2 separate regions of the Mus musculus genome follow, and region 2 is linked to region 1. The links are chromatin contacts, called in public promoter capture Hi-C maps. All regions are on one chromosome and are shown on one strand. The core of a region is the stretch at or near the end of the contact, and the rest is flanking DNA. Distances in the headings are between cores, read along the strand shown. Region 1 holds the start of A430010J10Rik (a long non-coding RNA gene). Region 2 holds the start of Prdm5 (PR domain containing 5).

Region 1 (4,249 bases), core at 1,735-4,234:
CAAACACAAGCAGGCCTTATCCTGGTCTGGGGAGTGTGACTCGTGTCCAAGAAGTGCACATTCTAGTGAGCAGACATATCTGTGAGAAAGTTGTGCACAGGGCGCATGTTTTCTCCTGGGTCCTAGCTTCTTACCAGCGTCCAGATATTGTCTGAGCTTAAGGCACAGAATGAGAAATCCCCTGGCTAAAGGCATTTCCTTCCCACTTTCATTTTAAGATTCCACTCTTAAAGAAATCTACTGGAAGACTGGGTGCGGTGGTGTACAACTATAACCCTAACACTCAGAAAGCTGATGCAGGAGGATTAGAATTCTGGGCTAGACTCAGCTACCTAGAGAGACCCCCTCTATACCCCCAACCCCAAAGAAAGTGAGCTATTATTGATGAGCATACTACTTATTTTTTTCTTGTTACTTACAGGAGGGAGGGCTTATAACTTGGCTCACAGCCAGGAAGACATGGTGGCAGGAGCCTGAGGCAGCTGGCTCACCATGTCTGGATTCAGGAAGCAGAGAGTACGGGAACTTGGCTCAGTTACTCCTTTTTACTCAGTCTAGGGTCCCAGTCCCTGGAATGGTGCTGCCCACGTGTAGGGTGAGTCCTTTCACACCTAATGCCTGATCTCCAAACTTATTGTAAATCTTCTCATGTTGACAGTTAAGACCAACCATCACAATGAGCAAGGGGGAAAAAAAAAGAAAGTTGTGAACCAGAAAAACCTGCCCACTCCCTTTTCTGTAAAAGCTGGGGATACTCCCATGACATTACCTGAGACTCCTGTGTGGCACTTGAAAACCTGAAGGTTTTACTTTTACTTTTTTCTATTATCTTGTATCGCCTTGTGATGTATTTTCAATGCCCTGTTCCTTATCTGCCTTAGCAAATTCAAGCACTGTTGTCTGCACCCATGTTGGAGAGGAGATTATTGTCTCCCTTTTTGAAATAAAACTATAAGAAAAGACCATCTTTGCTGGGCTTTGCGCTCATAAATAGGTCAGCTAACTAGGAGAATCGTAAAGCCCTTCTCTTTTAAGTGGACTTCAGTTACCTTTGCAGGCAGTTGGGTCAGGAGGGAGGCCAGCTGCTGTAACAGTGTTTCCAGCACCATGCTCCCCCAACACGGGGCTTTGTGGGAGTCTATGGGCTTTCTCCAATACCATTTAGCATGACCCTACTGTGACCCTGCAGAGGCCAGGTTAGTGTTGCCACTCTTATGCTACAGATAAAGGGGAAATATTCTGGGAAGTAAAATGACAAGCTCAAGTGGCAGAAGTTAGTTTCCAACAGGGTCTAATGGCACGGACATGCTAATTACTTAACAATGGCAGAAGATGAGACAATGGTTCTTGCTAATCCACATATGACATAGCATGAACATTGGGGTAGGGGAAGGGAGAAGAGTCTAATTCTCTCTTTCCTCCTTTCTTTTCTGTTCTCTTTCCCTCTCTTCCTCCTTCCTTCTAGTCCATTTGAAAAAGAGACGAGAAGGGAAGAAGAATTTATCAGATTAATAAGCAGATAATCACAAATTAGCAGTCAAGTGTTATGGAAGTTGAAATGATGCCGCAGATTTGAAGCAGTGTGTCAGAAACATAATAACCAAGGCTGATCTATAGACAAATGTTTAAAAACAAAACAAAACAAAATCAAGACGTTTCTTAAATTACAAGTTAGGACGGGGGATAAAGTGTAGCGGTTGTCTACTATACACAAAGCCCTAGATTTCATCAGCCCCAACAGCCCCGCCCACACCGACACAGAGATCAGACAATTGCTCACATTTATTGCCGGCAGAGACGATTTAGACATTTGCCACATGGGGGCGCTTGATACCATCAGGTCATGAAGGAGAGCTTCCTGCTAGACCAAGTTGCTGAATGGCTCCTCCTCACCCTATTCACTCTATGTCACAACAAGGGCTCAGAGGAATACACAGCTCCACCCCGGAAGACCTAAAAGTACAGCAAACAACGTAGTGAACCCCTTGTGTCAGCTGTCCAGCTTCAACAAGCACCAGCCGCACTGGGTCACCTTTCCTCTTAATGTCTCACTGCTATATTCCCTCTTCTCATTATTGCAGTTAATCTCAGACGTAGACACATGAAGGTCAATGTTTTGGTATGTTTATGACAGTTTGAGAGAAAAAAAAAATGATTACTAGTCAGTCCCGCCACTGTTAAGACGCCCGACTGAATGGGGTGGATAAGCAAGAACATTTTGTAAAGGACTATGATTTCATGCATTGTTATTCTGCCCTCCAAGAAGATACGAATATCGTTATTTAGTTCAAAGGTGAGCGTTGGGGAAGAGTATCTGTGCCGAAGATGGGCTGGGGACTCAGCATCACGTCACACCAAGGATGTGTTTTCCGTGTTCTAGTAGAGTGCTTTCTGCTACCTATACCTAACAGCACTCTGCCATGGCTGGAAGCTACCAAGACCTTCCAATGTCTGCCCTTTTCTTCCTGTGTCCCATGTACTCACCCAATTTCCCAGGCACTAGGTTAATCCCTTCAGATTACTCCCTTCTCAGATGGAGGAAGAGTTTCCATACTCAGGATTCCTGGGGAGAATTAAGCTCCTTATTTAAAAGGTTGTTTTCTCCCATTGCAAGCCATTAGAAAATGTTATCCAGCAACCTTGACGAACTTGTAAATCAACTGATAATAGGTGGGTTGTTGTGACAGTGTACATCATAGTCCTGGCATCCAGGAAGCAATGGCAGAAGGATCTCAAGTTTGAGGTCAGCCTATACAGTGACCTAAATAGCGAGACTTGTTTTGTTTTGTGTGTGGAGGGATGGCTCAGTGGTTAGGGGCACTTGCTGCTTTTACAGAGACCTGAGTTGAATTCCCAGCATCTGTGTGGGGCAGCTCATAACTTCTAGTAACTCCAGCTCTAGGGAATCTAACACCTTCTACCCTCTGCAGCCAACAACACACATGTAGCACATGTAAATAAGAAATATCTTTACGTGTATATACATATATATATATGTGCATATATATATATATATGGTATATGTATATGGTATATGTATGTATATATAGTGGTTGGGATAAGTTTTTGTTTAAAAACTAGGCAATTGTATTTAAATGTGTTCTTAAGTAGATGACTTTGAGTTTGTCTGTGACAATAAGGGATTAAATGAATCCTTGGTGACTTGGGGGAAATGGTTTAACATTATGAGAGAAGGAAATTGGCCAGCCATGAAAACTTAAAAGCATGATAGACTTCAAGGACTGGCCTTATATCAGTCTTCTGGTGAGAAGGACACTTGGCCAGCAGACCTGAATGATGAAGTCCTTTGGCAAGGCAATCCCTGTAACGGTTGAGAACTCCATTGACAACTAAGCTGGGGAACACATTTCATTTAACACTTGTTCACCAAGTCTCCTTTGAATAATTTGGCTTTGTAGGAATGGACTTTTCAACAGGGCGAGAACACGTTGGTCTGGCCAGTATGAACTTTTAGCAGTGTCGAAGCTGATTCTCTCACCACAAACAAATCAGCTGGCTTTCGGGTCATACCTTGGCTTCTGTGTTCCCTTGCCCTGGAGGAGATATTGGTCTCTCTTAGAGGATTCGCTTTCTCCCTGACAGCTTTTGTCCAGTCTGTCATCCAATGAACACACAACCTGTGCTCTTGGTTTGTCTGGTTGCCTGAGGGACGAGTTTTAGGCAGAGAAAACCAACAGAGACATATCTACTCTTGAGAATGAGAACAGAATGCAGAGGTCCTGAGATCTCAGAGAGATTTAGTCTCTGGACACGATGCTCCTAGGCCACTGCACAGGAAACTGAAGATCTCCATGCCTTAAAGGAAGAGTTGGGATTCTTGTACTCCCACCAACGCGCCCCCCCCCCTCAAACCAGTTGGTTCAATTTGGCTAGCGAGCTATCTTATTCTCACTGACAGGAGACCAGGCAGTTCTCAGAAGAACTGTGTCATGTTACCTCCTTCTGTTACATCTTTTAGTGGCTCTTACCTACAGTATCAAGTTCCCTTAACAGAAAAACTGAAAAGCTGATTGCTTCTCCAGCTCAAACATTAGACCTCTGTGTGGCTACAAGGCACACTACTATTGAAGGTGTAAAACGAAAATTGCCACACTGTTTGGGCTTGATGACATACATCTGTAATCTCGACACTTCAGAGTAGAGGCAGGAGGATCAGAAGTTTAAATACAAAAAGAAGAGACCAGGGAACCTGATAGATCCCTGGAAACTTCTAGGTAAAGAGTTGTTT
Region 2 (3,969 bases), core at 969-3,468, 1.4 Mb after region 1:
ATTCTAATGTCTGAATTTTCAAATCAACAAAGAACTTGAATCTCAATCACTTTGTAAAACAGATGAATTATATAAGCACACCTGCTATAAAAGTATGCTATGACATCTGTTGTTGGCAACACATGGTCTAAAGTGGTAAACCTCACAATCTGCTTAGAAGAGCATGAGGAGTTTTTAATTGAGGTCCTTAACATAGCTCCAATCACAGCTGTTGTCATCTCAGACCTCTTGAAATATAGTCAGGAGATATGTACATGGGTGACTTGGGAAATAATTAAGAGATGAGATGTGGTGACATAGGTAAGGCGTGTAAGAACACTCAGCTTCTTCTCACAAGCCTGGGAGGCTTCAGCTTTGTCCTTGGAGTACAGGGGAGGAAACAGCTGCCGTACAGGCATCAGGGAAGCTCTCCGTGAGCTTGTGATTGCATATCTTAGAATAACAACTCTGTCAAAAACAGGCTGGGTTTCTGTAAGCCACATTGTGTGTGGTCATCATGCTAGATGTTATCTGGATGAAAATCTGTTGGTTTGTTTAAGTGATATCAGCAGCAGAAGATGAATGCCTACCAATGCTGCAGTAGGATGGCTCAAGATGCTTCAGCCCACACCAACGAGTACTCCCAACACAAGGACATGAAAATGTCAAAGAGAATGCCCTGCTCAACTACCAAAAAATGGTCTGAGTAAAGCAGAAGGAGGATTGTGCAGTAATTCTTACTTTTGGACAGCTGTCTGGTGTCCTACTATTCGTGAGCACAAAATTATTCTTAATTATAGTTACACCAGAAACCTTCAGGAAAAGTCCATTTAGGGGTTTTTCATGCTGTAAGACCTAAACAGAAGCATATGTCAATGGGACATGGGAGTCATTTGATGATGGTGATACTTGGCTTTGCAAGACTGCTGATTTTGACATTTCGTCATGTGGCAATATCTATCCAACTCATCACTAAATGGAATGAAGTATTAACTCCTGTGTTTTGTTTGTCTACATTTAATATGTGAGTTGTTTTTTGTTGTTGTTTTGTTTTGTTTTGACCACTTGACCTATGGTAACTTCTTGTAGGTCATGTTGTGAGCCCAGAGCTACATTCACACACTACCCTCTGAACCTCTGCTTTTCTAAGTATCTGCTAACAGGGCAAAATCAAAACAGCGAGGAGAGGCCGGGAACGTGTCAGGGGCAAGGTTTATAAACATGTTGTTCCATAACAGAATGTTCTAGAAAGAGCATATGTTTTCCTTTCAGAAACCATGGGTTTGAAGCTTAATTCGTTAACTTGGCAGGTTAACTGCAGCATTCCTATGCTCACCTCTTAAATGATAACTAAAAGACAGTTCCCCAGAGTACTGAGGGGTAAAGTCAAATGATATATATGGACAAAGTACCAAGCATTGGCCCTGCTCTGTGAACCTTGGATCTGCTTACTCTAGATGTCTCTGCCCTGACTCCTCTATTTCAAGTCTGCTAACCCACAATAGCTCAAGCCACCATGTTCTAAAGTTATAACTTAAGATTTGGAGCGCTCTGGTTTCCTGTCTTCTACATCTCTCCAATGAACAACCAACATCTATAGTGGGTCATCTCACAGACAGGGAAACCTGCGCTTAACTTGATCCCATGCCTGTGCCGTTCTGGAAGGTGATCCAATGCCAGGATAAAATTCAAAAACTCAAAGAAAATAGGCCGAAGATCCAGATACCACCCCCAGGATGGCAATGTCGGGAAGGCCTGCTTCTGTGGCTCCCGGGCCTGCACTGGGCTGCAAGCTGCCAGGGCCCATCTGCACAAGCAGTGAGGGGTATGACCAGGCTGCCAACTGTTCAGAATTCAGGAGCCGTCCGGCGCTGGGCTGGGGGAGACTGCAGCCCATGGGAGCCTCTCGCCACAGCCGCGAAAGACAACCAGACACCCGCTCCCTACAGGCCCGTTCTCCCCGCAGGCCCTGGGACGTGGCGCGGCCTGAGCGGGCCGCTCACCCACCTTGCGCACGCGGCGGGCCGTGTAGAGCCCCATCCCGTCCTGGACCCGGGACGACTTCAGGGCGAACCTGTCTGGTACGTACATGCCCAGCATCCTCCGTGGCTCGGCCGCGCTCCGGAGGCGCCGCACGTGGAGATGGGGTGCGGGCCTGGGGCGGCCGGGAGGAGGAAATGAGCTCGGCTCCCAGAATCCCCACCTCCCTCCTCGGCTCCCCGCGGCCAGGCCCCTCCTCGGCCGGGGCAGGCGCGGCCGGAGCGGTGGGGAGCCCAGGCCACCGGGCCGCGCTGATTGGCCCAAAGTTTGTGGCGCCGGCTGGAAGCCTCAAACCCCAGGCCATGGAGCTTCCAGCTCCGAGATGAGGATGAGCCTGTAGCCACATCGACCCTCCTCACCATCTCTGCGTTCGGCAGAGGTTCCCGCATCTCCTCAGATGCAGAATGAAATAGGCCTTGGCATTTCCAAAACAGCCTTTTGCTAACCACAGCCGAGACCAACCCAGAAAGTCTGGGAAACCTTTGAGTCTTACTGGATGAGTGTTCCAGGGTTGAACTAAGGAGAGGCCAAGGAGTCTGCTCTATTTCAAGATGAGAATTGGATATAAGTATTTAAGTAATATGGTGAGGAGCCTTCTGGAAAGTGATTATTACTTTCCAAGGCTTGTGACTACCAAGTCCTCTTACCAGATTTGTTCAAGTCAGACCCCGGGCCTTGCATTCCATTCAACAAGACTGGGTTACCAGTCCTTAATAGACCAGTTATCCTGGTTAGGTTTTTTTTGTTAACTTGACACAAGCTTGAGCCCTCTGGGAAGCTGGAATTTAAATTGAGAAAATGTCCCCATCAGATTGCTCTGTAGGAAGTCTGTGGATCATTTTTCTGGATTAAAGATTGGAATGGGAGGGTCTAGCACATTGTAGATGGTGACATCCCTGGGTCACATGGTCCTAGGTTGTCTTTTAAAAAGGCAAGCTGAGCAAGCCATAGGGAGCAAGCAGTGTTTTGTTCTGGCTCCTGCTTCCAAGTTCCTGCCTTGAGCTCTTGGCCCTGACATTTTTCAATGATGGACCAAGATGGGAAACATACGCCTCTTGCCCTGTCCTCTCCCCCAAAAAGTCCTTTCCTCCCCAAGTTCCTTTTGGCCAGAATGTTTTATCACAGAAAATAGAAATCAGAGTAGAAAGCAGAGTAGCTGTTAAAAGGACTGTAATGTAGTCCTTGGTAATGTCTCGCCAAAACTCATGTGTTGAATACTTTTGGGAAGTGATTGTATAAGGAATGTTCTAGCCTAGTCAATGGATTCATCCATAGACATATTCATTATCCAGTGCTACTATTGGAAGCTGGTAGAACTTAAAAGATAGAGCCTGATAGGACAACGTAAGTCATTAAATGAGCATTCTCTTAAAGGACATTAAGGTCCCTCTTCATCTTTCTCTGATTCCTGGATGCCAAGGTGAGCAGCTTTTCTCTACCTTTACATCAACGTGCCTCTGTGTTGCCATGAGACATGAAAGTGATGGAGCCACGAAACCTCTCAGCCCATGAAACCAAATATATCTTGCCTCTCTTTGTTGCGTGTCTCCAGTGTTTCCTTTCCAAGCTAGATAACACATCAGGATAAACACTAAGATGGTTATACTGTGGTCAGTTGTCCAAGTCAATTCATTCAACTGTGTTCAACAAAAGATAAAGCACTGCTTTCTGCAGAAGGATCTATAAGATAAAACTGAGCAGATATGTGTCCTGTTTATACCTACAGTTCACTTATAAATTCAAAACCTGCAGAAGTGATGGAACGTGAAAGTATTTGTAATTAACCAACAAGGCAGGACTAATGTTCTTACACCGATTTCCCCTTTTCCACTATAAAACCAAAGAGTGACTTGAGCTCTGAGTTCTTTTAAAAGAACTTACCTTACCCAACTGTATTGACTCAAACATGACTGATACAACTGTCAGATCTGTTTTGGCTCACAGGTTCAG

Evidence for each region. Promoter capture Hi-C pulls out the DNA fragments that hold promoters and counts their contacts.
Region 2: a promoter capture Hi-C map of stem cell-derived epiblast-like cells shows a contact between it and region 1, with 6 times the contacts expected there. The contact joins the promoter of Prdm5 here to the promoter of A430010J10Rik in region 1. A contact is called at or near these places in 4 of 39 promoter capture datasets (the 3T3-L1 cell line, 3T3-L1-derived adipocytes and stem cell-derived epiblast-like cells) and 1 of 115 datasets of contacts at active chromatin or transcription factors (embryonic stem cells).

Annotation. Positions count from the first base shown.
Region 1 is chr6:67,156,536-67,160,784 of GRCm38.p6, reverse strand. It overlaps A430010J10Rik (a long non-coding RNA gene), which reads right to left and starts at 2,984. Exons shown (of 3, transcript XR_001785271.1): 1 at 2,485-2,984; 2 at 1-1,953.
Region 2 is chr6:65,777,211-65,781,179 of GRCm38.p6, reverse strand. It overlaps Prdm5 (PR domain containing 5), which reads right to left and starts at 2,218. Exons shown (of 15, transcript NM_027547.2): 1 at 1,987-2,218. The coding sequence starts at 2,079.